Linked DNA regions of Mus musculus: all the other regions are linked to region 1. A link is a contact called in public HiChIP or PLAC-seq and promoter capture Hi-C data. All regions are on one chromosome and are shown on one strand. The core of a region is the stretch at or near the end of the contact, and the rest is flanking DNA. Distances in the headings are between cores, read along the strand shown.

Region 1 (4,993 bases), core at 2,404-4,903:
ATAGAGCACCCAGTGAGAAATGAAAGTAAAATACTTCTAGTTTTTTATAACAACATTCTAAGATAAACCATCCATTAAATCAGCATACTTTCAGACATTCTATAAAAGTCCCTGTTCTGGAAATTTATAAAAAAAAAAAAAAAATTCACCAAGACCATAAGCACTGTGTGGTAAGAAATCAGATCTCTTAGTGTAGAATATGTTATGTGGACTTATATATGTATTAATAATCAGTGGTATGTTGGAACTACAAAGAAATTATCATCAAATTATAGCAGTAATAGTTGAGTATCTCCAGACAGGTTATTTTACGTCCATATTTTATGCATGGAATTTTGCCATATTTTTATATTGTCTATTTCTAAGCACTAATTCGCTGCTGAAATTAATTTGATTATAGTTTTAGAAAGTGCTTGATTCTAAGCAGTGTATCTGCTATTCTTACAGCTTCTATTAAGACGCCATTCAGTAAAGAATAGAAAACGAAAAGACCATACCTTGGAGAATGCAGAATCTCCTGCTTAAGGGACATTTGGATTTTCCAACTCAAAGACTGTTTTAGATTATTGCCATAGAGGGGATGTGCCGCGCTTCCTAATTTCAGAAGTATCTATGCATAAGTAACAAGACATCACCAAGCTTCCGCACTTGGGCAGAATGGGAGTACCAGAGCATTCATTTCCTTTCAGGGGAATATCTGTCTTCATCCCTGGTTAATTGATCATATATTTTTCTCATACTTGTATTAAAATTGCATTGACTTTGGCTGGTTAAGCATATTAGGAGCCCAGTTCATTTGCATTTTCTTATAAGTTGAGGGACATATTAGGCTCAAATAGCAGTGCTTCATTTTGAAGGGAGAAAAGCAGGCCAAAACTCTTTTAAGACTGTAGAGTCTTTTCTGACAGCTAGTCAGAGTTAGAATTAGTTCAAGGAGATGTTAATAATGCACTGCCTGGCCTAATCCCTTTGATATCACCAGGTATCCTCCTGTTCATGGGTTAATTGCTTTAAAAGCGAAGGCAATATTCCGAGCGGTGGGCCGCTTCACCTTTTCACAGCTGTTACCATTGAGTGACAACTAAATCCCATGTGTAAGATGAGGAAGAGCTCAGTCTCCAATTGGGAGAAAATTTATGTAAACCGCAATCCCTTCAGAATGCGCGGAAGTCATAGACTTTCTTGATTTACTCTGCTTTTCCCAGAAAGCGCTATTGTTCACTTCCCTAAGTCCCATCAACCCTTTGTAGCAGAATATCACAGCGGCAGCAGATAGCTTGAAATATATAAATGCTATCATAGCTCTGATTAATAGCAGTGCTTATGAGTCAAGTCTGATAACAGCGCAGCTCTCCACTCAATTTCAGATACTGCTAATGGAATCTGTCTTCTCCAATTGTAATATGAGAAGGCCTAATTTGCCATGGAGCTTGGAGCTGTCACCAGTAGGGGATTGTGGGGTCAGATGGGAGCTGCCAGGTTTTTGCCCTGCAGCTTGTATCTCTCACTTTGAATAGAGCAGCCCCCTGCCTGCCAGTTAGCTGATAGGCCGCCGTGGGGCTTATGCCACTCTGTACAATAGGGAAGGGCTGCAGAGGCTGACTTTATAATTGTGAAGCTAGCTCATATTTCCACAGCTACTGTGCTGCATAATTTCTAATAAGTGGTTTTAACAAATGTCAGATTATGAAAAGTTTCCTCAATTACAAAAACTTATAAAACATTTAAATTGCTAAATCTGTTTCCTGCCGAGATCCTTGCTACTGGAACTAGTCATCAGTTATTACTGGCCGGTAACTAATAAATGCACATATTTCTTAAAATTACAAATAAAACGATAACTTGTAACTCACACAGACTTGCAGCTTTTCAGACTCACAGAGATAGATGATGACCTTAGCGAGTTGAATATTAAAATGCATTTCATAACTTCAGCTGATTCAGGGACTTACATCAGTTTCCTGTTTTCCGAGTTTGTTAGCGTTGGTGATGAAAGTAGCTTAATACCCTCAATGTGTGGATTTTAATTATTTGGGTGCTTTGTGCTTACTTCCTGCACTTGCAACGTGTCAGTTAGTGTGGGTATGAGGCCACATCTTCCACATCTTCCGAGTGTTCGGTTAGAAGGACTTCGGGTGTTGAGATAGAAGCCCTGGTCTGTGCCTTTGACAGTAATGTGCTGGGATATACTTGGAGGCAGTTTCAGTTCAACTGCTGAACACAAGCTCGTTTCCAGGTGCTGTGTGTTTGAACTCACGTGGTCTGTGAGCGGGCCACTTTTTGAAGTAGGCGGCACCTCAGCAGGCATTGCTCTCATTGTGCAAACTCCTGGCATACGGGAGACAGTGGGACGCTACAGAGTCGTCCAGGGCTGCTGTCTAGGTTGTTTAGGTACGAGATAGTGAGGGACAATGAAATAAAATGTTTTAGACTTTGTAGTTTTATTATATAGCTAGACTCAGGTTAATCTTTTTTGACTAAACATTTTATGGGGGTTGAGGAGGCATGTGCACGCCGCAGTGCACCTCTGGAGGTCAGGGAACAGCTTGAGGGAGTTGCTTCCTTCCCTTCAACATGGACGTCTTGGCTCTTGAGGTTTGTCTGCAAGAGGCTTTACCTGCGGAACCATGGTGCTGGCTGGCCTGTAGACCTCAATTCTCACAGAAATTGATTGATTGATTACATTTATTCATGGAAACTGTTCATGATCTGATTCCTTCTGTTTTAGTTGTGCTATGTCATTTTTTTTTTCTTTCTGAAGACTTTAAAATTTCCCCCCACTTTTCTATGGTTTTTAATCATGAATAACACGTGGCAGTTTTCCTTTAAAAGCATCGATAGTTATTACAGGCAAAAACAGTAGTCCTGATTGGCTCAGGAAGTGAAAGTAACCTTGGTATGATTTTTTTTTTCTCAGAAGTGGCAACACATTTTTTATAAAATATGGGATAAGGACTTACTTTCAAAGTTATTAGAGATGGGAAGATTATCATTTTTGAGGCCTAGTGGTAGTGGCTGAAGAGAGAAAACCTGAATATACACGGTCCTCAGTTGCTGCTTTTTGTTCACCGGGTCTGAACCTGGCAGTATAAAGGTTTGGATCCCCTGCTCTCGGCTGCCTAGAGCGAGACACACTTGATGCTCAGAGATCATTTGCTACAGGAATGCTGACTGACAGCAAACGAAAGGTGTGTAGCAGGGCTTGGGTTTTCCTTCCCTGAAAATGCTAGTCTGACCATTCTCCACACAGCCTGGAGAGATGACAAACCAGGACGTTGATTATGTGAATGAGCCAGAGGGAAACCTTCACGTCATTTTCATGACTAAAGCCTGGAAAGATAAGACTACGGGAGGATAAGAATGATACGTGTCGTGGGCAGTGGTGGCACATGCCTTTAATCCCAGCACTCTGGAGGCAGAAGCAGAGGCAGAGGCAGAGGCAGAGAGGCAGGCTGATCTCTGAGTTTGAGGCCAGCCTGGTCTACAGAGTAAATTTCAGGACAGTCAGAGAAATCCCATCTCAGAAAACCAAAACCAAAGACAGACAGACCGACGCACAGAGAGGGGGTGGGGTGTGCAGTTGATCTAGCCTGCGTTAGCATACTTCCTTCCTCTGATCCACTGTGACTTTCTTGTTAGGAAGTGACACTGTAGTAATTTAGTAGCCGGTAGTGTGCCTATGCCGCTGCTCCCTGCCTGCTTCCGCTTCCACTTCCCTGAAGTAGGAGCGCTCAGTGTCAGTAAAGCTAGTGCGTCCCATGTGGGGTTGCTGCTATGTAGATATCACTGAAGTCAAATGGATTCATGAGTTTTAGGAGGCATATCAAATGTGTGCTTGGAACGAGTTTCAGGTTTCCGTTGTTTGCCTTCTGGTTGAGGGTTAGACAAGTATGTGACTACACATGAAAATCAAATACCATGGAGTGGAAAGGAAGGGTGCACTTTACCATCCATCGATAGCAAGTCTGTGTCAGTGCTATGAATTGAAACCCCTGATTTATCCATTGAGTCAACAGATGAATGCTGTTCTGTCCGCGAGAAAACTACTGCACAGTCAGTAACTTCCTCAGGAGCCCTCTCTAGGTCTCACGGATGTTATGGACCAAAAAGAAAGTGGTTCCGTGTTAACTGGAGAATGACGATGCCCTTGCTTGTTAGGATGGACTTTCTTAAAGCCCTCGCAGCCGCTCTCCTTCAGTGGAGTGAATCTTCACTGAGAGTTACTCAGTGGGATTGAAAAGACTTGACATCCTTCCCGTACTGTCTCCATAGGTCTGTCTGCGTCGGACAGAGCACTGCATTTGCCTAAACTGTGAACCACATGATTTTGTTGTTGTTGTTGTTGTTTTCAATACATCCCAACCACAGCTCCCTGCCTGCACTCTCCCATCCCCGTCCCCAATCTCCTCCTCCTCTGTTTCCCTTTAGAAAAGAGCAGGCCTCCCAGGGATATCAGCTGAACACTGCATATCCAGATATAATAAAACTAAGCCCAAACCCTCATATCAGGCCGCATGAGGTAACCCAGTAGGAGGAGAAGGGTCCCAAGAGCAGGCAGAAGAGTCAGAGCAACCCTGACTCCTACTCTCAGGAGTCCCACAACAACAACCAGCTAACAACCATAACGTATGCAGAGGACCTAGCTACGAGCCATGCAGACTCTGTGAGCCCCTATGAGCCCTGCTTTGTTGACATCTGTGGACCCTGTTCTCCTGGTGTCCTTGACCCCTCTGGCTCCTACAATTCTTCCTCTCCCTCTTCCACAGGGTTCCCCGAAATCCAAAGGGACGGACCTGATGGAGACATCCAATTTGGTATCTCTTTCTGCCTAGTGTTTGGCTGTAAACCACGTGATTTTAGAGATAACCTGCCCCCCCCAAAAAATCAAGAAGATTCATCTACTACAAATATATCACATAATATGTTTATACATAGAATATGTTTACAAAAAATAAAACAAACTGGGCCTGACAGTACAGGCCTATATATAATC
Region 2 (4,768 bases), core at 1,712-4,211, 660 kb before region 1:
CCCATCCTGCCTGCTTGCCCACCACCATTTTATTGAACAGAAACCAGTAGCCAGGACATATGATCATAGAGTGAAGTGCTCATATAAATAAATACAAATGTTCAATAATATTCCCAGCACCCCCTACCCGACAATGCTTATGAAATGTGTAATGTGTTCTTCAGAAACAGGGCAGTTGGATTCTAACCAGAAGTTCTGAGTGGATTCTTGGATGCTAAGAAATCCATTATGAACATTTCATTATACAGGGGTTTCTCAACTGGGCCTGATCTTGCTTCCCAGAGGGTACTTGGCAACACCTGGAGGTATTTTTAATTGCCACAACTAGGGAGGAGGCTACTGCTGTCTTATGAATAGAAACCAGAAATATTGCCAAATATTCCCAAACACCCAGGACAGCCTGTAGAACTAACGAGTACTCAGTCTGAAAAGTCAGTGGTGCTGAGCTCAGGAATGGTGAGACCTGGCACTGCCTCAGAATCTCAGAGCCTCTGCCCAAGCAAACCCGGCTCTTATCCTGCTGGAACAGCTAGCTCAACTCAGTGACAGCCCTGGTATATTGGGCACACTGGGCAGGGGATGATGGGATGGTGACAGCTATGTTCAGAACTCTATTTCCTTAGCATGTATTGCGTGTGGAGTCCGGGGCCAGGGACGTCACAAGAGTTGTCTCTCTGGATACTCGACTCACAGTCTTCCTGGGTGATGGAGATGAAGGAATGATATCTCACACAAGTGAAATGGTCCTGCTTGGGCCACACAGCCCTAAGTGTGGGAGTCCTTGTTTGTATTTCCAAAAGAGTCCAGATGACCTGTTCTAAGAACTCAGGAAGCGATAGCCACTGGGCATCACTTCCCCAAGCTGCCTTTTCTATCTCTGCCTTTGGGAACTCTGTTGTAGGAAGAAGGTCCTACCCTTGTAACTGTATAAGCCTTATCTGATTCAGGTTTTCTAGACGATGAAGATGCCAGCATTCTTTCAGAGGCATCTGCAATCTTATTTCACACTGGGTCTGGTAAGCTTATTTGGGTTTCTGAAATCCTAAGCTCAATGGGGACAATGGGTGGTAAAGTCTTGGCATTACTCTGTATAATTCCAGATGTTCCAATATGCAGGATGATGTCCCTTCTTGATACTCATGCGATAAAGAGGGGAACACTGACTGATTTTGTCTTCTATAGGAAGACAAGGACATGAGAAGACAGTCAAGGACACAGTGGGAGAGAAGACACAAGAACCCCACACAGGGACCACAGGGACAGAAGGTCACCTGGGATAATCTCTTCTGCTCCACGTTGAGTTGGAGCTCAGGGATGCTTGTGGCTGCTCAAGCCTGGTGTTCGGGAAGATGCCTCTTACTTTCATGACTCTCGAGGGTCCTTTGGTCAGCTATAGAGAGGTCTCATAAGGCACTAGGTTACCAGGCTAGACACAGCCGTGATTGGCTCAGTCATAAAGACACATTCTGAAATGTGTACTGCTGTGTGGGTATCATAGAGCATACACAAATTGAGAAGGTTTTAGCTACTAAACACAAGCTATGGTGTAAATATATGGTCTAGCTATAGTGATAATATACGGGAACAATGTGAGATTAAATCACACTGAAATGTTAAGTATCAGGACTTGCATTTGGGATATGCCTTAATTTTCCTCTTGTTGCTGTGATAAACACTAAGCAAGTTGGGGAGGAAAAGGTTTATTTAGGTAATAGTTCATAGTCCATCTTGGAGGGAAGTCAGAGCAGGAACCTGGTGGGTAATGGAGAGGCCATGTCTGTCCTGATCCATTCATGAGGGGCTGCCTAAGTCAGGGCAGACTAAACCAGTTAGACAAGTCCTCTGCCTGCAGCCTAGAGTCACAAGGGGCTCAGTAGCCAAGGCTCAGACTTGTTTTCCGCTGGCTGTCTGCTTAGAAGTCTTTTGGTGCAAGTGGGAATTTGGGCTTCAGGAAGACAAATGAAAGTAAAATCCATTCTTTAAAGCCTAGCGGGGAACAGACGCAGGCAGAACCATGATATCCATGACGCTGGTGACCATCTTGCTCCATCTCTTCTTTCTTTATTAATTTATTCTCCCAGACCCGCAGCTCCCTTCCCTTTCACAAAAATTTCCTCTGTACTGGAATGAAAAAATGATTTTTGAGATATGGAGTTACTCTCCCAGATACTCAGTCTCTGTGAGGACAGTGGCCTTAACCAGGGAAAGAGCTGCTTTTTTTTTTTTTTTTTTTTAAGCACAAAGAAGAGATGCTATGTGCTATGATGGACTTATTTATTATTTCATTTCATTTATAATTTTTCCTGCATCTTCTGTACACCCAGGAGCCATGGTTGACTTTGCTCTTTTCTCACTGAGCAGTCAGCCCATGTTCCCTCCCTGTGGCAGAGCCCCAATGCCCCTGTTGGCTCAGCGTCTCTGTCTATTCCAGTGTGAGGGGTACTTGTTGCCTCGGTCTAATTCAATCATGTGTGTGGATTCTTCTGTTCAGGGTTTGGTTTAGGTCTTGTAGTGGCCAATACACCTCAATGAGACAGTCAAGGCTTTCCTTCTTGGGTAGACAGTCTCTTTCCTGTTACCCCAATACTTAAGAGCCTAAGGCAGGAAGAACATGAATTCAAGGCCAGTCTCTGCTATATAGTTATCCACTATCACAGAACAAAACTGAATCCACTCAATAGCCTTAGAACCTCCTGTTCTCTGGAGATAGCAAATTCATCACGTATGTACTTTAGTGAATCTTCTACGTGGGTCTTCTGTTATTTAGAGCCAAATATACACCCTCATAATGTCCATGCTAAGTGGTTAGATCATCTCATTTGTTTTTTTAGCGTTTCCTATTGAGGAACTTAAAGAGTTTGAGTAACTTCCCAAATCTGAAAGCAGCATCTGAGGCTTTACAGTCAGATGCCTTCTTTCGCAGTGCCCAACAGTCAGTCGCTATGGTAAGAGCATCTACCTCTTCCCTCTACTTCTGCAACCCTACATAAGTCTCTTCCTTTTTCTGGGTCTCAGTTTTCATATGCTGTCCTGTAAAACTGACTCATGTTAATACTGTTTGATGACAATAGGGTAATCTACTTCTGGATAATAGAAGTAGAAAAAAGGAATTATTGGAACAAACTAGAAGAGTCCCAGTTAAAATCATGCCCTAGTAGAGACCGGATGGGAAGTCACTGCCTCTTTCATGGTATCCCTTAGATTCTGTGGCTGGTTCCTATGCTAACAGCTCACTGGTCACAGGAGGGACCTTGTTGGTAGCCTGAGTTTGCATTCTAAACTGCCTGACTTCTTCACTAGCATGGATGGAAACATTGAAGTCAGGTGGACGCATGTTGCAGACCCCAGTTGCCAGGAGATCAAGCATCTCAGGTTGAGTCCCCCAGAAGCAACCTTGGAATGAGATTTTGAATGTAATTTATCTGGAGACAATCCACGTGCTAACTGGCAGTGGGATGAGGAGGTCAGGGAAGGGTATGAAGCATCGAAGGGCTGCTATAGAATGAGTCACCTGTGAATGACTGCTGTCTAATTCTGCTGGGGAATTCCAGAAGATAATCCAGGCCATGCACCTCGGAGTTGTCCTATTGGGGGGCAAGGGAGCAAGGTTGACAGCAACTGGCATAGAGGGAAGGTGGCATTTCCAAGATCTCCTTGCTTGTCCTGTCAGTTGTATGAGCACAGTGAGTCATGAGAATCCAAAGGCTTAGAAGCTGCCAGTCAGAGGGCTGGCATTGTAGGGACACCTGTATGGCTGCATTAAAAAAAAAAAAACAAAACAAAAACAAAAACTTTCAGAGACTTGAGAAGCTAAGCAGCCCCAGATGACTGACAGCCATCATAGGGCCTTGGGAGCCATGCCCATAGGAGCATGCACTGTATCTAGTGCAGACCCACAGAAGGACCCTTCAGAGGCACTAGAAACGGAGGCCTGCCCCCCTTGTTGACAGTGTAGGTTTGCAGACCTGCAGAGCCTGGTAACCAACTCTATGCCACCTTAGAGAGGGGACTAGAAACATAGTTTTGATTCCTTTCCCTCTATTAAATGTTTTTTCCCCCCAAATACCAGAGCTGGGTGGTGGTGGTGCATACCTTTAATCCTGGCACTTGGGAGGCAGAGGCAGGTAGATCTCTGAGCTCAAGACCAGCCTGGTCTACAACGAAGTCCAGGATAGCCAAGGCTACATAGAGAAACTCTGTGTAAAAAAACCCAAACCAAACCAACTAAGCCACCAACCAACCAACCCACATGCACATAGATCTGTCAATAAACTTTTGAAAATCAAGTTTGTTTTTATAGTCTACATATATTATTGGAAAACTAGAAATGCTATGGCTGCGGTGTGGAACTCGATTTTTTTTTTTTTTTTTGAGACAGGGTTACACTATGTAACCCTGTTGGTCTGGAACTCACCATGTAAACCAGACTGGCCTTGAACACACAGAGATCAGCCTGCCTCTGTGTTGGGAACCAACAATCAGAGTGGCTGTGACTGTTTTCATGAATTCCCCCAGTACGAAGCTGTAGGGTAGGTCATTAGATTCCTGCCCATCCCTTCTACACCTCTTTCTTAGCTGTACCCAGTACTGCGCCAGCTGCACATGGTCTTATGTCATGTTGGAAGACACAGGAGGGTGGAAACTCAACTGAGGGTCTCCATCTTTGGCCCTGTGGGGAAGTCGTCATCCACACTGGGGAAAAATGTTTTGCTGAAGAGACAGCTTTGGTGTCTCCCACATTCCTAACAGTAAGCTCAGTAAACACATA
Region 3 (4,566 bases), core at 111-2,610, 940 kb before region 1:
GGAACTTGTCACATGCAGCCATACAGTGTGCTCTGCTTTCTGTGTAGGCAGGGGGGTTTGATCGTGGCTGTTAGCACTGCCGTGGTTTACTTCATTAGTAATAGAAATACTAAAGGGATCCAGGCGTGATCTGTGTGCATGCTTTCTAGTCATTTTGAGTTAGGTAAGTTGGGGGGTTTTCTGTTGAAGTTAATTATATGTTTTTAAAAATAAGTATAAAATTGCTATGTGGAAATAATTATATTTCTTTATTATATTTTATATTTTTTTGTTTTTGGTATTTTCTTCCTTCCTAGTTTTGGTGTTTAGGAGTCTGTTTATCAGAGTTTATTTGTGCTGATAATAGTTTGGCATTTTTTATTTTTAAAAAGAATCTATGTAGACATGCCTCCTGCAAGTTGTCCTGACTGCCACACACGTGCTGTGGCGAGCATGCCCCCACCCACCCACACATACACTTATTTTTATAAAGTAAGAAAGAAAAAAACGTGTGTTTAATAAGTGATAGATTGAATCAGCTTTGTTGATTCATGCTTGTAACTGTAGCACATGAGAGACTCTCAAGTCCAAGGCCAGCCTGGACTACAGCAGGGAGAGCTTTTCTCAAATCAGCACATCTTGAGCTTTCTTTAAGAGAAAGAAACAAGTTGGTTGGCATTTGCCATTGTCACTTTTAGTCCAGTTCTTTTTATTACTTGGTTTCCTAGTGTGTCTCCCTTTTCTTTCTTTTTAGATTGCTTCCTGATTTATTTCCTGTTCAGTTGTCAGTAATGGGTGTGGAGTGGAGTAAGAACCTGCCCCTTGTCTGAACCAGGAAGGAGTAAGGCCGCTGAGTGGCCTCCCCCCCACCAAACCTCCCTCCAGCCAGTCAGCCTGGAGCTGACACTGTAGACAGAAGGGACATTTCAGGGCTCGTCTATCCAGTGCTTTCCAGCTGCTTCTGCCGATTTCTCTTTGAAATCAAACAAAAACCAGTAAATACAGAAGAATTGAGCTTCGTACTAAAGTGCCAGCCATTTATTACCCTCGTAGCTCAGGGGTGGCGCGAACTCCTGATTCCCTGTTTCTACCTTCTGACTGCTAGGATCATGTATGTGTTCATTGAGTCTCTTGTTAAATATATGCTGTCCCAACTTTTTCTGTTTGAAGTTGGAAGATGAAAAATCAAGATTTTTAAAACAACTCTTCTAGAGCTTCCCCAAAACCCAGACTTTCCTGTGTACCCCCAGGAGGCTGCCCCAATTCCCGCTCTGCCATGTTTCCTGTAAACTAGTGACTAGTTCTCCAGGACTGACCAGATTACAGCTGGTAGGTTTTATTTTTGAAAGTGTTTGTTTGTTTTTTTTTCTTTCTCATCAGGAGTCCCTCTAGTGGCTGACTGTGTTTCGGTTTTGTAATTTATCAGTGACTTCTCAGTGCCAGAGTCCTTGACTTAGTGAAAGCTGCAAACTGGTGATAACTGATGCTGCCGTCCCATCCTATGAGGAAAGTTTTCATCTAAAGAATCTGCAGCCGGGCGTGGTGGCGCACACCTTTAATCCCAGCACTGGGGAGGCAGAGGCAGGCGGAGTTCTGAGTTCGAGGCCAGCCTGGTCTACAGAGTGAGTTCCAGGACAGCCAGGGCTACACAGAGAAACCCTGTCTCGAAAAAACAAACAAACAAACAAAAAAAAGAGAATCTGCTGTCTTCAACTGTGTTTTTGTTTGAGCTAATATCCTCTATGACATTGTTAGCAGTGACAGGATTTAGTGTTGAGATTTTTAGTATAATATATATTGAGTAGTTGCTAACAGTTAAACTTCAAATTCCCTATAGTTCATCAGTTAGGGTGCTGTCTTAGACTACTTAGTCATTTCTCAGCTTGTTAGGGTTCAGTTTGTGTTCAAATTAACATGCATTTCTTTACCTGGATACTATAGACAGCTGTTTTAAAGCCTTACCTTCTTGTTTTTTCTTGTTGGGGTTTCTTTTTCTATGGGGCTGAACCCGGGCCCTTAAAATGCATGCTAGTCAAGTGTTCCGTCATAATCAACTTGAACATGAAGTCTAAGACACATCGGTGCTAACAGTTTTGTATTGGTAGCTTATAGAAGACATTGGGTTTGTTGTTGTTTCCCTCAGGAGTGGGACCTCTTTCAAGATGCAGTCTTGCTCAGTCCGTGTATTGTAGCCCTGGCTGGCCTCAGACTCCTGACAGTCACTCTTGCCTTGCTCTCTCATGTGCTAGGATTTACAGGAGTGGACACCATGCCTTCTGTAGAAAGGAGGCTTGGAGGATAAGGGTGTGGTTTTGTAGTTGCAGTAAGGTTTGGCTTCATAACTGCCCATTGCCCATTGGAATACCCTAAAGCGTCTGGGCCTCCATTGGTATCTCCTCGGGCCTTGCCGCAGTCCTCTGTCAGTGTTTATACCATGATGACGCTTCTCTAGCATTTGAGAGAATACTTCCTGAATCCTAGTCACCTCTTAAGTATTTTATTTCAAGCAAATAGCTGAAGAGGGCCGCCCACGAAGGAGAGGCTGCCCAGTTCAGTGAGATTCTGTAATGAGACAAATAGGGGAGGTTTCCCTGAGGAAGTGTAAAAGCAGCTGTCTGTCTCACACCAGCACCCTTTGTGTTCTCCCTGCTGTTCTTCAAAGTTTGTTTAACCCCAGGGCCATCTGAGGCTTACCTGAGACTGTTGGTGAAGACATAGAGGACATTAAATTGAGATACAATTTAAGGTTTTTTTAAAACATTCTTTGTGTGTGGGTTTGTGAGAGAAAGTCTTTGTATGTTGTTTGTGTGTGATGTGTGTGGTGTTTTGCCTGCCTGTTTGTGCACCACAGGTGGCATTGGATATTTTGGAACTGAAGCTACCGATGTTTGTGAGCCACCATGTGGATCCTGGGACTCTAACCTGGGTCTTCTGGAAGAGCAACCATTGTTTTTAAACATTGAGCTGTCTCTCCAGCCCCTAATATTAGTGTGTGTATGCGTGTGCATGGACATGTGAAGTGGTCCTCGAGGAGATCAGACGACAACTTTTGGAGATTGCCTCTCTCCTTATACCGTGTGTGTTCTGAGGATGGAACTAGGTTGTGACACTTAGCAACAAGGACCTTAACCACTAAGCCATTTCACCAGCCCAGAACTTGTTTCTCAGTAATTTACCAGCATTTTGAATTTTTAAGTAATTTTTGAAAACAATTGTGAGATAAATGTTTCTAATGAATTTTTCGTTTTGTGCTCCATTGTGGTGCTCCAATGCTTTGGATCTCACACGAAGCCAGAGCGATCTGATGGGCACTTTGGGCAGTGCAGATGGAGATCACATTTGTACCCCTTTCTGGACTAAGGCTGTCTCCTATAAAAGGCATCATTCATTCAAATTCAGCAATGTAAGAGCAAGGCTCTGGGGTAGTAGTTATTAAATTAGTCAGACTCAGCTCCTGGCCACATCTAGAATTCCTTGTCTTTGTTGGCTGTGAGTTTGGTGTGCTGAAATGATAACCTGTTAGTGACGTCTATTACATACGTTCTCTTTTTATCCTGGCCTCTACAGCCAGCATTGCAGTTAGATTGTATGTATATGTGCGCACACGTGCATGTGAGCATTGACTTGTTTGTGTATGTCTGCATATGTGTAGAGGCCTGAGGACAACTATAGATAGGTGTTGGTCCATCTACCTTGTTTTTGAAGACAGGCTCTCTTAGTGGCCTAGAATTTGCCAAGTAGGCTAGGCTGATTGGCAGTGAGCTCCATCAGTGCAGCCTCAGTGCTCAGTGCCAGTGCGCACCACTGCGCCCAGCTGGCCACCAAGCTCAGCATTTATGCGTGTAAGGCAAGTGTGCCTTACCAACACAGCCCTCTCTAACTCTAGATTTTTTTTTTTTTGAAGACTAATTCTCCTCTTACCCCATAGTTTTGGCTAGTATTTAAAATTCATTACTGAATTGATGATTGTGCTACGTCTAATGCTTTGGAGAAGTCGCTAAATGTGAACATGTTGCTACGTGCCCTGTAATTTCCAAGGCAGTTACAAGCATTTAAAACTGTTTAGTCTTGAGTGTGTGTTTGGTGTGTTGTACGGTGTATAGAGAGCACATACGAGGTCAGAGAACAACTGACTCTCTCCTCCTTCCACAGTTGGTTCCTGGGAGCAAACTCAAGTTATCAGGCTTGCTCAGTTTTAAGAGGCTTTTTGTTTTGTGTTTATTTATTTGAAAGAGGGTCTCATGTAGTCCAGGCTGGCCTCAAACTTGCTATGTATCTGAAGACCATCTTGAATGCCTTCACCTCCCAGTTGTACCACCACATCACAGCTATGCCATGCTAGGGACCAAACCCAGGGCTTCCTGTACACCAAGGCACTGTGCCAAGTGAGTCACAGCCGTGGCCATGACGTAAGTTTGCGGCGGAGCCTGGCGAACTTTAGAGGGCTGGTCTGTGAATCTCTTGAAACAGTGACCGGCTTGGAAGATATGTGCCATTTCCTCAAGAGTGGTCTGCTTTCTTTGATCAGTATTTCCAAGGATTTGCTGACTGAAACAAAAGGTTAGATGATCACTGTACTTGCTATAA

Evidence for each region. HiChIP or PLAC-seq counts read pairs in DNA pulled down with a chosen protein or histone mark. Capture Hi-C pulls out chosen DNA fragments and counts their contacts.
Region 2: an H3K4me3 HiChIP or PLAC-seq map of bone marrow-derived macrophages shows a contact between it and region 1, with 5 times the contacts expected there. The contact joins two enhancer-like sites. A contact is called at or near these places in 1 of 39 promoter capture datasets (stem cell-derived epiblast-like cells), 1 of 115 datasets of contacts at active chromatin or transcription factors (bone marrow-derived macrophages) and 1 of 9 other capture datasets (pancreatic islet).
Region 3: a contact with region 1 is called in a promoter capture Hi-C map of adipose tissue, with 3 times the contacts expected there. The contact joins two enhancer-like sites. A contact is called at or near these places in 2 of 39 promoter capture datasets (liver and pre-B cells) and 1 of 9 other capture datasets (adipose tissue).

Annotation. Positions count from the first base shown.
Region 1 is chr14:48,455,453-48,460,445 of GRCm38.p6, forward strand. All of the region lies in intron 3 of Tmem260 (transmembrane protein 260), which reads left to right. Among named protein-coding and RNA genes, the nearest start is that of Tmem260, 12 kb to the left of the region's middle. Within about 2 kb of position 3,654, at least 29 of the 459 cell types and tissues checked have an H3K27ac peak or open chromatin away from gene starts, as enhancers often do. A contact at or near this core is called in adipose tissue, bone marrow-derived macrophages and liver, where this site is marked.
Region 2 is chr14:47,792,335-47,797,102 of GRCm38.p6, forward strand. Gm41148 (a long non-coding RNA gene) reads right to left here. Exons shown (of 3, transcript XR_874597.2): 2 at 3,512-3,754. Among named protein-coding and RNA genes, the nearest start is that of Gm41148, 11 kb to the right of the region's middle. Within about 2 kb of position 2,962, at least 9 of the 459 cell types and tissues checked have an H3K27ac peak or open chromatin away from gene starts, as enhancers often do. A contact at or near this core is called in bone marrow-derived macrophages, where this site is marked.
Region 3 is chr14:47,514,446-47,519,011 of GRCm38.p6, forward strand. All of the region lies in intron 1 of Fbxo34 (F-box protein 34), which reads left to right. Among named protein-coding and RNA genes, the nearest start is that of Gm35166, 8.5 kb to the left of the region's middle. Within about 2 kb of position 1,361, at least 144 of the 459 cell types and tissues checked have an H3K27ac peak or open chromatin away from gene starts, as enhancers often do. A contact at or near this core is called in adipose tissue and liver, where this site is marked.